Linked DNA regions of Arachis hypogaea: region 2 is linked to region 1. A link is a contact called in public Hi-C data. All regions are on one chromosome and are shown on one strand. Each heading gives the region's core, a stretch centred on a gene start, on an enhancer-like site or on the middle of the called end of the contact. The rest is flanking DNA. Distances are from core to core; before and after follow the strand shown. Region 1 holds the start of LOC112696963 (ribonucleases P/MRP protein subunit POP1). Region 2 has its middle 11 kb from the start of LOC112696970.

Region 1 (7,454 bases), core at 1,491-3,990:
GCAGAACAGAACTCAAACAAAGGGAAGCAACTGTCACAGTGGTGGCAGGAGCATCAGGGATGCTCGTTTGGGCTATAGAACAAGAAGGGAAAAAAAAGGAAAAAGGGGTTTAGACTTTAGATATATGGTACCATAAAAACATTTACAAATGAACCCGTGCTCTATGACTTGATATTCACTGAACAGTCCCAAAACTGTTATAGATTCATGTTGCCTATGACCCTAATTTTTTCAGTTATCTGAAAATTTGATTAACAAAAATTCACTTTTATTATTGTATTCAAGGTTCAAAAAACTGGACCAGACATCAAACCAGTCAAATTATATGATCAAAGAGTGTGCATGGGCGGGGTGAAACCAAGTTTGCTTTAATCCAGACCATAGTTACATGAATTCACCAATTAGGTGACGCACCGCATAGCAATTCACAACTCATATGTTTACCGAAATGCCATAAGTATACTTTTCATAAAATATGTTACATGTGGTGTACCACGTAGGCATACCCGTTCCCATACCGGAATGTATGCATTTCATGTAACTATGATTCAGACCCAGTCCTTAATTTTGACTGGACCAATATTTTAGACTCTTACCAAAAGCCAAACAAATCTCATCCTTTTCGGGTCACAATAAGACCATGTCTAGATCGGGTTTATATCGGGTCTAGATGATTATGCCTAAACTAAAAAAAATTAAGAGGGCAAAATCCCAATAGCATTTAATTCTACACCAAAGTCTGGAACCTTGAAATCTCCAAATATATTCAATGTTTCTTTTTCAGCTAAGATCAAAAAATAAAAAATTACTGAAGGCCTACCTGCAGGCAGGAGGGGATAGCAGGGAGAGAGCAGAGGAGGCGAGACAGAGGTGCAAGACGGAGATGCAAAGCTGCAATGGAGCTATGAAGTAGTCGAGCAGCGAATGAGATAACTCAAATGAGAAGCTGGAAAGTTGAAATGCATGCGGTTCCTTTTCGGCGTGAAGGTTCGTGGAGGCTGGAGGAAGAAGGGGAAGAAGGGCGGCTGGGATGCTGTGACATAAACCTCTACGACACTACTTACTTGTTTTCAACCAAGCCGCCCCGGTTCAGTTAATAGACCATGTGTGTGTTTGGATTAAAGTTTGTAAACGGAAGTTTGTATAGAATTGATCAAGGTTGTGAGAACCGAATCGGTCAATGAACTGGTTGAGTGACTGGTTCAATGATTCAAAGGTTCAGCCGAGGTTCAATCGAGGTTCAACCGGTTTAACTAAATATAAAATAAAATTATTAAAAATTTAATATATAATTTTAAATATTTATTAATGATTTTTAAGTCAATAAAATTTAAAATTTTACAATTTTACCTAATAAATTATCCATAATTTATCATTAAAAGTTCTCAAACATCAAAATTTATAACTAATAAACATCAAAATACGCATAAATGACAAATCAGAATAAGAAAAATCAGCATAAACAACTCAATCAGAAAAATCAGAATAAACAAAGAAAAATTCCAACATAAACAATGGAGTGAAGCTCTGCACCACAACACCATCAACAACAGATCAGAAAAATAAACAACCAGAATCAACAAATCAGAAAAATCAGCATAAACAATTTAAAATCATAATCATAGCATAAACAACTCAGAATTGATTCCAGCATAAACAATTTGGCGCATTAAGTTGAATTGAATCAAGTCAGTCCATGTTTATTGCTTAATGACTTTCTGTTATTGTAAGTGTTACTCTCATTCATCAATGCAGTTTATTTTATTGTTTACCTCAACTTGGTGAGTCTACTTTTTGTCCATATGATTATCCCCAATGGCTATCTCTATCAGTATTGCATAATCTAATGCATAAGGTGAGGCAGGCACCATCAATTCATGTTGGAAAACACTAAGCAATGCATGAAAGATGTATAATATAGGATTCCTAGATCATGGAGTCATGACAATTAATCAAATCTTTTACTTTTGAACAATGCAGGCACTTACTCTTTTTGCCACCACTTCCATAAAATTTCCAGCCATAAAGTACAAACTAAATATAGGATGTAGCTTCAACAATAAAAACTCTGTTTTGTGTTTCAAAAAGTGGTGGGCACAAGGAAAACTTTCAAGTAAATATATTCAGCAAGAGAAGCTCTGATTAACATTTAAAATAATGGTATGACTCGAATATATTTATAGTTATATATACAACATAGGTGACAATCTACTAGAACATCAAAGATAATGCTACCATTTTATGCTATCAACCACTGCCTAAGTAAGGTCTTAAACATTCTTCAACAGATGCACTTATTAGATTTTAAACCTTCAATCACTTTGATCCACTCTTCAATTCTGTTTTCTATTTTGCTATTGCTGTTAAATTTCTTACCTTCCTATTCTTGAAAATCCAAACAGAAGCAAGGTTGCGAACAGAGAGAGAGAGAGCGCTCGAACAGAGGAGACGACGACGGCCACAGAGCATCCACACGACGGCGAGGGAGCTTCCCACGAAGACGACACAGCTTCCTAGGACAGCGACGGAGCTTCCTACGACGGAGCTTCCCAGCGGAGAAGAGTTCCGCGATGACAACGAAACGGGGATGCGGGGACTGCGGTGACTGCCGAGGCTGCGGGGTGCGGGGCTGGAGAGGAGGGGGGGCTAGGATTCTTTGTTCACTTTTTCAGTTTCAGAGAAGAGGAGAGGAGTGGGACTCGCCTGCGTTGGGGGATTTAGGGTTTTAGTGATTGTCAATATTTTGATAAAAAAAAAATTCTAATTAAAAAAAGATTTTTTTTTTTTTAGGATTTTAGTGATCGTCAATATTTTGATAAAAAAAAAATTTCAATTAAAAAAAGATTTTTTTTTTATAAATAGCGTATTTAACAAATTTCTAATACTAAAAGTAAAAATATTAAAAAATTAAAAAAAATTTTGAGAAGTTGTAACATCTTTTTTTAAAATATCTTTTTTTAAAAAAAAGATTTTTCATCTAATAAATAAACAAAAAATATTTTTATATTGTTATACTCAAACATAATTGATAAATAAAAAAATCTTTTTACATGAAATACACAAACATAAAATTACTTTTACTTTTTCATAAGATCTTTTAATCCTTTATTTCTCTATCGTTGTAACACCCTACCATAGAGAGTCTTATGCTTAAGTCATAATTCAGAGATGGCAAGGTATTACAACCTCTAAAATAAAAATTTAGTACGTATAGTAGTATGAATGATTGATTATAACTAGGAGCCTTTGTAGAAAAAGGGGTAAACAAAAATCGCAACTCGAAAGCGCAACACTCTGATCGATAACGTAACGAACAAGGATAAACCAACGCGAGATTATATATATACAAAAGAGTGTCAAAAACAGGAATATCAAGACTCAAAATCCGGCTGCGAAGATAACCGGTCCGAGCATATAGCAATATATACATATGATAAAATAAGGAAACCCCAAAGGAAACCCAAAGGGACACGAAAACAAAAACCTATTCTCCAAAATCTCCCATAAGAGGAGTCATCACAGTTTGTATTATTTAATGGAGATAAAAGCATCTAAGCAAAACATATAAACCAAAACATAGTCCCGAGAACAAGGAATCTTTGCAAATCTAGAAGTCTCCAGCAGGCCTCAACGAGAAACCTCACGTCCTGCATCTGAAAACCACAAAATCTGCATGGGTGAGAACCGGAGGTCCCCAGCATGGTAACAGCTTCCACATATATAATACATAATAATAGAGGAAAGCCGAAGGCAATCCTAGAACTTCCTCCAGATAGTATCAAAGCTTATAAACAAGCTAAACCATAAAGGCAATCTGACTAAAGATCCTTCAGTCTAACTAATAATTCCCTTTCCAATTCCTTCAGACCTCCCAATCACCAGCAGGAGTATAATGTAGCAAACACAGTTATATCAAACAAGAGATATACGAATAGGAACAGATAAGGCATTTAGACAATTAGCAAGTAATATGCAGTCAAATAGGCAATCTCAAACAATTCATATAGTATGCATATGATGAATGCCTGTCCCTAGTGGCTGATGATATCATCTGTCGGTTATAGAGCCAACCCGACAAGTCCTGGTAGCTAACCATTGGACTGCCCTCTGTCGCGCATCCCCAACTCGAGTTATACTCATCATAAACTTGATCATAATCATGATCCATATCCATCACCCTCACTGGTGAATATTTACGGGGGTGAGCTCATCCGGGTCTTTCACAGTGCCCGGCCACACTTACGACATAGGGTCAGAAGAGCTTCGAGTCTCAACCTGGAGCACGTGGTGACTAGCCACTGCTTCCTTCCAGGGAAACTCTCATCTCCAATAGTGGAAGTGCAACATTCACAATTCATTCAATAGCATATATGCATTTATACATAGCCATAATCATGGCTCCGCCGTAACACGGCAATAATCTAGCTATCCGGCTCACGGTTAAATCCATAACCAGCCATTCGGTTCACGGTTAAATCCATAACCAGCCATTCAGCTCACGGTTAAATCCATAACCAGTCATTTCATTAACAATTATGGCCTTTCGGCCCTTGGCATAACAAGCACTTCCACCACCATCCTCCGCCTCTCACATAATCATCTTTGATCCTCATTGATCATTCATTTTTCCCTTGCTTCACTCACAAGTTACCACATCCCCTAGATCCTTTTCTAATAGCTAGGCATATCATGATGATTTAAGACATAAGTGGTGAGATCGAAGGCTTAGAAGTATGAGATTTGGCTTTTAAAACTCAAAAATCAACTTTGGGATGAAAATAGGGCCACGCGTATGCGCACTCCACGAGCACGCGTGGATGGCTACAAAACTCATCGACGCGTATGCGTCATGCACGCTAACGCGTGGATAGAAAATTAGCCAATCGACGCGCACGTGTCAACCACGCGTACGCGTGGGTACTCTCGTGCCCCAGGCACAAAACTGGCACAGTTCTGGCATAACTCTCTGGAAAATGGCTGGGCATTGGGTGCAGCACATTCGGCGCGCCCGCGCACATCACGCGCACGCGTGGATGGCGTTTTCGAGAAGAACGGCGCGTACGCGCCAAGTGCACCTACGCGCGGGGGGTCATTCTGTTCAAAATTTTCTAAGTTAAAAACTGCAGAATTCACAGATTCAACCCCCAAACTTCCGACGGACATAACTTTCTCATTTTAAATCGTTTTTCACCCGTTTTTCGAATGACATGGACATCCCGGATCCAATTTCATTTCTAAACAGATTTGGCACAAAACAGAGATCTGTAGTTCAAGTTATGTCCCATCAAAGTATACCCAAAAACCATGTTTTTCATACAAAACCACAAAGTGCCATTTTCAAAACAAGCCATTTTCAACTCTTTTCAAAATCAATCAAAACATGTCAATTTCATCCCTTTTCTTTGAAATCAATTAAAATATATCAAATTCAACATCAAGCCTCCTCAACTCACATATTGACACATTACTATAATTTACAAAATCACTATCCCATCATTTTAACCCACTTCACCCAAGTGGCTCAAACTCAAACACATTGACATATCATATACTATTCCTCATGCCAATTTTCAACAACACCAATTCCAATTAACCATCATTGTACATAATCAATATCATACTCACCATCAATCATGGTTCCACCCACAATTCAACCATAATCAATCATCAAGCATATATCACAACATGCATATTTCTCATATATCATACCATCAAGGCATTAATAATCATCATCACATATATGACCACATCATATATATCAACCATTCAATAACATCAACAATTCAATTCCTATCTTAGGGCCTCTAGCCTAAGTATTTCCTACCACATTACATATTAGATACGGGAAACCGAGACCATACCTTAGCCGATTTCCCAAGTTCAACCGGAGCACTTCCAAACCACTTTTCCACAAGCTCTCAAGGCCTCAACACCTCCAAGAACAGATTTTTCACCACCAAATCCCTTTTCAAGCTTTTCAATATCACTAATCAAGCTCCAACATTCACACATACACAACCTAAGCCACAATCATCATACCCATACACAACATCTCAATACCCAAACATCATAAAACAACAAATTATACTAGGGTTGAGAATCTTACCACACTCAAAGTCCAAGGAGACAAGATTAACCTTCTCCTTCAAGAGAGTTGGGTCCTATAACATCAAAGAACCCAAAATCTCAATATTTTTGCTCATGAAACTCGAGAATAAGGCTGGAAATTCGAAGAGCAAAATGTGGCTTACCTCAAGATTAATTGTATGGGTTTTGTAGAGCTCTCCGCGGTGAATACGTGGCCACAAATGGTGCGGCAATCGGAGCTCTAGATCAAAAGTTATGGTGGTTTGAAGATCAAGTGAGAGATAGAAGTTTGAGAGAGTGTTCTTCCCCCATGGCCTCTCTTTTTCAGCGTGTATTAGTGTTGTGTGAGAAGAGAGAGTACTGAAAACTAGGGTTTTGGTTTAGTTATGTTGGGCCAAGGGCCCACTTTGAGTCCGGTTGGCCCGGTTTGGCCTGTTCGGTCCAATCTTGGTCTGAATTCTATAAAATTGTTACCAAAATTCTCGTCTCAATCTCCTCTATCACATTTAGCCATAAAAATCACATTTTTGGCTTTCTAGAATAAATTCTCATTTATGGGTTAATTAGCCGTTAATTAACCGGATTTTACAATCGTAGGATTAAAATTTAAAATTTTTAAAATTAATATATATATATATATAAAATAATACTAATAAGAGTGTTTTAATCATTTTTTATAAAAAAAATATTAATTTAGACCAACTTAAGATTTGATTCACTATTTTTTTGGTTAAATTAATTTGTCTAGTCTATTTTTGATAAAAATAACATGATTTAATTAATTATATATGTTAAATTTTAATTATTGAAAAATATCTTTAAAAAAAATATCTTTAAAAAAAGACGTTTTAGGCGTCTTTTTATTTGAGTGACTCATTTTTTTAAAACCTCACGCAAACAAATTTTTAGTATTTTTTTTAAGGGAAGTTCTATGGTGTAGATGAAGAAAAATATCCACATGTGTGGATTGGATCCTATGTGTCTATCTTGCCTAAGCAACACACATCTTCTACTGCGTCTGAAATTTTTCAGTTGAAGCAGTAGGCTCCGTGATAGTAACTGTAAGTGACAGATTTTGTCTTTTTTAATGATGATTAGTTGTTGTAATTTAATGTTAATTAATGAATTTTTTTTTAGCTTATTATTTTGTTAGCCTACAAAAATATATTATAGTATGGGTTTTGACGGGTTGGCTCTGTAGATTTTATTGAGCATATGTTGGTGTCTCTCTTGATTAATGTGTTAATTATAAATATATGATGGTTTTACTTTTTTTAGAGCCTATTTAAAAATAGTGAATTTCTATAATAAATTTAGATGTGCCAATTATCTTATATTATCTTTTTTGATATTTTATGTTTGTGATG
Region 2 (7,454 bases), core at 2,584-5,083, 220 kb before region 1:
ATATGACATAATAATTAGTTATTAAATATATATTTTTGAAAGAGTTTAGAAATCAAATTTTAATACAATTTTTTTAAGCATTATTAAAAAATAAGATATTTTCATCCCTTAAATTTAGTGATTTTATACTAAATAAATTTTTTATTTTTTTATTGTGAATGACTAAAATTTAAAAAATGAAAAATTTTTCTATAGATTAACTTTTATTTTGATATTTTGTTTGCACATTCTAAATAATAATCTAAATATTTTCACAAAAATCGAATTAAATACATAAGTTATTTGTTAAATATAAAAGTTATTTGTCTTTTATAAAATAATATAACATTTTTTAATTATTTTATCACATTTTTAAATTTTTTAAAAAATTATTTACCGTTCATATCTTTAAAATTGATTTTGATCAATGATATAAATTTTCAGATATTATTTTAGTACTTTACTTTTTATTTAAATAGGGTATAATGAACAAATACATTTGACAATAAACTTTTGGTATTATTTTATTTGTTTTTTTTAATTCAGAGTGTGTATAATAAAAAAAGATACACTTAAAAATATCAAAGGAAAATTAAAGATGCACTTATTTCTTCCGATGGTAAGTAAAATGCACTTGCTTTAAGGCAGATACATCATTCACCAAACTAGCAGCTCATGTGCTGGATTTTTCCTTTTTTTTTATGTATTTTTCTTGGACATGTTCTTTCTCTTTTTCCTTTTTTTTTTTTTGGTTTTTGGTCTTGACATGTTCTGTCTCTCTGTTTTCCATTTGTCCGAGCTTTTCAATTGGGCTTATACTGCACTCAGGCACACTTAACATAGGTTTTTAACCCAATACAGTTTTGATGGGTGCCTCAGTTGTGTGCTGGCTTTCTCATTTTTTTTTTAATATTTGGTGCTTTTGTACAGGAAGTCGATATAGGCCTCTTTGCATTGGTCCACAACAGGTTCTGTAGTCATGGTATTTTTGTTTTTGCATGAAATCTATACCATTCCAATTGAAGTCCAAAAATAAGATAATTAAGATCATAGACTAGCTAACCAATTTGGGTTGGCTGACAACTTACTCTTTCGTTTAAACAAATATTAGAGGTACGAATTTCATCTCGTGCAACTTATTGGTTTAGTGACAAATTCTTAAATGAAACTCAAATCTGCGACGAATTAGTTCTTAACTTAATTAGCATGGTTTTGAAAACCGAATCAACAATTGAATCGGTAAAGTTAGAAGTTTAAAATTTTAAAAATTCAACCGAGATTCAATCAAAATTGAACCGAATATAATAAAATAATATTTTTATGTATAAAATATATAATATTTTTAGAACAAAATAATTTTATATCTTATTATTTTAAATAGATTAACCGTTTAAAAACTGCATTAGTTTTTTTAATTCTTTGGCCGAATTATTGCCAACTAATTTTTGCTTGAATTTAATCAGTCTGATAACAAATTTCTAATTAATCCGGTTAAACTGATCGATTCGATCTGTCAAAACCATGATAACTAATAAAAAGGTATGATATATACTTAGCAATAATCTCAAAACAAATTTTGTTGTCTTCATTTTCTTTTATTTTTTCAACGAGAAAATTGTCATTGTATAATTTATCTTCCAATATATATATAACTACTTGCTTTAACTTGTATGCGTATCAGAAATCAAATAATGTTAAATAAGATGCCATCAATAAATAAATCTTTTATGTTTTCTAAGATTGTAAATTATTTTTTAGATCCAAATAAATAGAATGGTCAGAAATAATTTTTAATCTATTACTACTATCATTTTTATGTTGTTGTAGCATCAAATTTCTAGATGCATATAATAAACATGAAATACTTGTTAATTAAACCGAAATTTCTTAGCCTAAAATTTGTTATCCGGTTTGGTCATATATATATATATATATATATATATATATATATATATATATATATAAAGTTATTTTTAATTGTAGGGTTAATTATTGCAGAAACAAAGGATATCAGTATATACTTTTTGAGACTTAACAATATATCTTTTTTATTATAACTAAAGATCGTTAAATGATTTATGAAAACTGATAACTACTGATTAATTGTCTAAATTACTAAATAATTTTCTTATTCTTATACGAGTTGCATATGAGCTTGTTTGTTAGTTCTAACATATGAAAGGGCCAATAAAAAATTGATATCAAACACAGCATACCTCAGCTTACTCTAAAACATAGTTTGGAAAAGAAAGGGGTTGAAAACTTTTTAAATTGCATACCCACAACCATCTTTGCCAACTCAATCTAGATCATATAAATTATTTAATATGAATCTCAACGGTGATGAAAACTGAAAAATTAATGTTCCATGGTACAATGTTATACCAGGAAATTTTGTTATGTACTACAAGAAAAACGGGATTTAGCAGCGATTTTAATAGAAATTAGCGGCAGTTTTAAATCGCCGCAAAACGAGTTACTAGCACTTCGAGAAACGTTGCAGAATGGAGCGTGGAGATTTGATTTTGTGGCTGTTTCACTAAACCATTGACACAACCGCAGCGAAATCCCTCAAATAGCGTCGGTTGATTTAGCTTGGCCAATATTGAATTTGACGGTATTTTTCGGCGGTTTTGAACCGCTGCTATTTGTTAACCATTGTATCTTTTAAATTTATTTTGCAGCGGTTTAAAACTGCCGCTATCTAATATTCAATAGTTTTAAATTTATTTCCGACCATTTTGTAACCGCTGCTATTTGTCCAGCTAAATGGTTGCAAAAATACTGTATTTTGTACCGGCAATCAACGCTTTTTTAATTTGAATGTGTTAGATATTTTTTTTTCGAATTTTTCCTGATATTAGAAATCTTAATTATTTTGTAACTGACAAAATAAATTGATGGGTAAACGACATTTGCAAAGCTGATAAAAATACTCATATATTTATCCAAATATCAATAAAGTGTATTTCTTACTAAGAGTTGCATAGTCAACAATAAAAAAAGTGTATATTTAACTAAAAAATTAATTTCAAATCCTAAGTTCTACTTTCTATTCTGTCCCTGTAGTGAATTCATCCATGCTAAAATAAATGATAAAGACTTCAATTGAGTATGGACTACACATGATTGACTTATTATTTTGTACATCTTGTGAGGTTGTAATTATCTTCACCTAACTCTTAAGTTATTAATTATCCAAAACCCAACAATGATGAGAATCTTATGCAATTGACAACTTTCTCATCAAGGAATAATGGTTATCAGAGAACTAATATGATCTATAACAGGGCAGAGGAGAAGATTGAGGACGACGACACTGGGACTGTTGGAAAGCCACGCGACGACACTGGAACATGCACGGTGGAGGGACTAACAACAGACGTGCCTCTCCACCTTTCTTTCGATCGCAGGAGATATGCGGCAGCTTGAGCATCCGTGACGAGGAATAATGATGTAGCGGCTGCAGCTGATGAACGGAATGTATACTGCATGTATACTACGGGAGGGAATTTTGAACCGAGTGATTCGTGCCTTTGTCCCCTTTTGAGTTCGTGCGTAAACAAAAAATATTGAATCTGGCTTTCTCCAATTTTATTTTTTTTTTGTCAATTGGAGCTTTATGTAATTTGGAGCCGTTGAGACACAAAATTACAACTATTTTGATTGGTCTTTGATAGAAATAAAATTCGCTATAAAAACCACAATTTCTTCATCAACTTGCGGCGATTTTACGAGACACAGACAATTTTCCGTTGCTAAATACCGTTGCTCTTGTAGTGATGGTATATACTGTATAGACACGTTGTATATGTTAACTAATAATATTTAATGCTGTGATCAAACCTTGGTGTTATTGGGAAGTTAATCATATTAAACAATATTCATATGTTATATTTGTATGTTAGTACGGAATGAATCTGCATTCACACACAAATATTTTTCACTGACAAATCACATGAATCCATTTCTAGAATAATCAAATAAAATACTTAGTATGCTCAATATTAAAATATTTTCGCTACGTAACCAATAAGACTTTACCAATTTTTATCGACTCTTATTTATGTATTTAATAGAAATATTTTTATAGATGTGTTAATAAAAATATTTTTTTATAATTTTATCTAATAAAATATTTTTATAAATATATCTTTTTATATATATATATCATTACTAATTGTAATTAAAATATAATAATTAATTGTTATTCACAATAAATTAGTAGATAATATATTGATACCTTATATTTTTTATATTAAAATTATTCAATAATAACCCATAATATATAATAATATTCAATAATTGTAACCATGAAATTAGCGGAGTTGGTAGGTAGCAGAGTTCTTTAAGTATATATATATATATACACGACATCACATGTTTTGGTGCAGTTTTGCATGGAACGTGTAACATCACCGAGGGTGTTCGAAATTATATAAACGTATTGACGCATTTAATTTAATCAATAATTTAAATTTTGTTTCTAAGTTTAATCCCACTGATAATTAATAAGAAGCGCAATTAGTTGCAGCTAACTATTTTTTTTTTTTGAAAATTTATTTTAAGAGAACGTGAATTTAAATATTATTAGAAGCATTCAAAATTTAATAAAAAAATCTAAAATTAAAAAAATCTAAAACCAAATAATAATAAATATAAAAAATTATTTAAAAAATTTCTAATAAAAAAATTTGAAATGTAACAAAAAATCCAAAATTATTTTAAAATTCATTTTAAAAATTTTTAATAAAAATTAAAGAAACATTCGAAACATAATAAAAATAAACATTCAAAATTTAACAAAAACGAAATATCCAAAATTTTTTTAAAAATTCAAAACATATTAAAACGAGACATCCAATAATATATTGAAAAAAGAACATCTAAAAACTAAGAAAAAATATCTAAAACTATTTAAAACAAATCCAAAATTCATAAAAAAAATATATGAAACATAAGAAAAAGAAATATCTAAAATTTAAAAGAAAAATACATCTAAAACTAGTAAAAAAAAATGACATGCGGACTTCAAGTGCCAGGGCCGGCGGCACAGTGAGACATGTTGTAAGAATAGACTTTCCGTCGCGGCGATCAAAGGCCGTGGAAGGGCTGACGACATGGCACGACATGTTTAATGGAGCGCTGCGCATGATCAGAATTGGATGGGGTGGGCCAGTGCCACCCAAAGAAAACGTGGGGGAAAGACACGAATGCGTGCACCATGGAGAGACTACATAGGCCGTTGAAAGTGCTGGCAATGCGGTGCGATGTGTTTCATAGAAACTATTGTGATAATAGTATGCCAAGATCCAATCTATCATGATTGGCTCTCGTGCAAGTGAGAGATTGTTGTGAATAAGTAGTATGATCACAATCCAATCAATCACGTGTCAAATAATTTGTTATTGTCATTATATTAAAATGTTAATATAATAAAGTTCTTGATTAAATTTAGAGATTTATCATTGTGATAGTGATCATAATATTGAGAGATAAATCTTTTATAATTTAATCAAAATTGTTCTTGGTCATAGGATTATTAAAAAGGACATTAATAATCCGGAAAGATCAATATATATATATAATGATCTTCATTGGATGAAGATTAATAGATCTCATTTATTAAATTATATATATAGATGGTGCATATAGAGATATGACCATTGAACTGACTCACTTTGAGAATTCCTAATGGTTATAATTACCGCATATTTGTCAATAGGATATTCTCAAGATGAACATAGTAATAGAGTTTCCTTTGACCTGCGACTGTCATAGTAATTAACATAATTTAAATACTTGTAGAATTAATGATTAGTCAATAAGGAATCCGTCAACTCTCGGTAAAGAGTTTGAGCTCTATGATTATAATGAATGAGATGAATAAAACCTTGGCCAAGGGGATTGAATGAATGAAGAAATGAGTTTCTTAAGTCATTCACAGTTCATTATAATAATGGTAACAAGTTAGAGTTTGACATTAAACTATACCCTAAGGGTTAACCAAGAGTTGGAAAGATGGAAGGAATTATACTTTGTTCTTCTGAGGTTCTTAGTAAAAATATATTACTTCATACTATCGGGTCGTTGAGGAGTGTTGCTAGACGCCAACCTTGATTAGTAAATTTAGTATGACTAATTTACTACCCGCTTAGTATTGAACCTATGGGGTCACACACTAACGAGTGTTCTAACCTTTGCTATAGAATTATTTAATTATTATTTTGATTTAATCAAATAAATAATTATATTAATTCAGATGGAATATTATTATATTTTTTGCTAGCACCAAAAATATAATAATAGTATGATAATTGAGAATATTAAATGAGATTTAAAAATAATTAGTTATTCTATTTCTAAATTTGAATTATAAAGTTTGATGATATCCTAACTGATTCTGTTTCAAATTGAGTTATGATATGATTCATAAATTTGAAAGATTCAAATTAAAATAGTAAGATATGATTTAAAATTGAATTGAGATTCAAATTTAAAATCAACAACAAATCTCATACTATATATAGGTATGCCAAGAGTAGAGGTAAGCATGAGAAAGACAGAGAGAATAACAAGGGTTGTTATTCCTTTACCTCTACACACATAAATGTATGTGAGCCTAATTCTTAGAGAAGAATTTTATGGTGTGCAAAGAGTTGCAAGAGGTTTCTCAATTTAGATCAGATATCCATTGGTCAAGGGGTTGACAGCAAATGTTGGTCTCGGTGTGGATACGCATAGCGCCTTTGTACCATCGAAGGAGAAAAAGATTTTTTACTAGCGTACTCAGGTATTTAAATCTGATCTACTACTATATTATATTATAGGAATAAAGTTTACGCACAAAATAGATCTTTAAGGATTACTTTCTTTTCTTCCGCTGCGTGTTATGAACACATGGTAATTCTTCAGAAACGTTGCGCACGATCAAAGTTGGGTGGAGAGAGATCGGCTGCCGAGAGAAGACATGGAGGGGGACACGGAGGGACACGCCATGGGGAGAGAAAATAGAGGAAAAGATCGATGATGCTTGACGTTAAATTATCTAAAAAAATGAATGTAATTGAATTGCTATATTTAAAATAATTTATAAATAAGATCATATTTAAGAATTAAAATAAAAAATATTAATTAATAAATAGATAAATAATAATTTTTTTATGTCAACTAATTTACAAAAATACACTAATATTTTTACTTACGTTTAGAATATTAAGTCTTAATTTGATAATTAACTTATCGATTAATTTTAGAAAACACATTATTACTCTTTATAATTTTTTTATGGAATTGATTTATTTATTTATTTTTAGCTTTGATACTAAATCAAATTTAGTAAGATAAATAGACACAGACAAATTAATAAGATAAATATTGTTACATATCAAGTTTAATAAAATAATTTTTTTTTATAACATAAACAATCTCAAAAAGAGTCATTTACGTATGACAACAAAGACAATATGACAATT

Evidence for each region. Hi-C and Micro-C count contacts between places; a contact is called where the count stands out from the background.
Region 2: a Hi-C map of leaf shows a contact between it and region 1, with 3 times the contacts expected there. The contact joins the enhancer-like site here to the promoter of LOC112696963 in region 1. A contact is called at or near these places in 3 of 8 Hi-C or Micro-C datasets (all in leaf).

The regions. Positions count from the first base shown.
Region 1 is chr6:93,109,484-93,116,937 of arahy.Tifrunner.gnm2.J5K5, reverse strand. It overlaps LOC112696963 (ribonucleases P/MRP protein subunit POP1), which reads right to left and starts at 2,740. Exons shown (of 13, transcript XM_072197317.1): 1 at 2,377-2,740; 2 at 1,773-1,843; 3 at 821-1,253.
Region 2 is chr6:93,334,005-93,341,458 of arahy.Tifrunner.gnm2.J5K5, reverse strand. No RefSeq gene overlaps it. Among protein-coding and RNA genes, the nearest start is that of LOC112696970, 11 kb to the right of the region's middle. Within about 2 kb of position 3,833, at least 2 of the 3 cell types and tissues checked have open chromatin away from gene starts, as enhancers often do.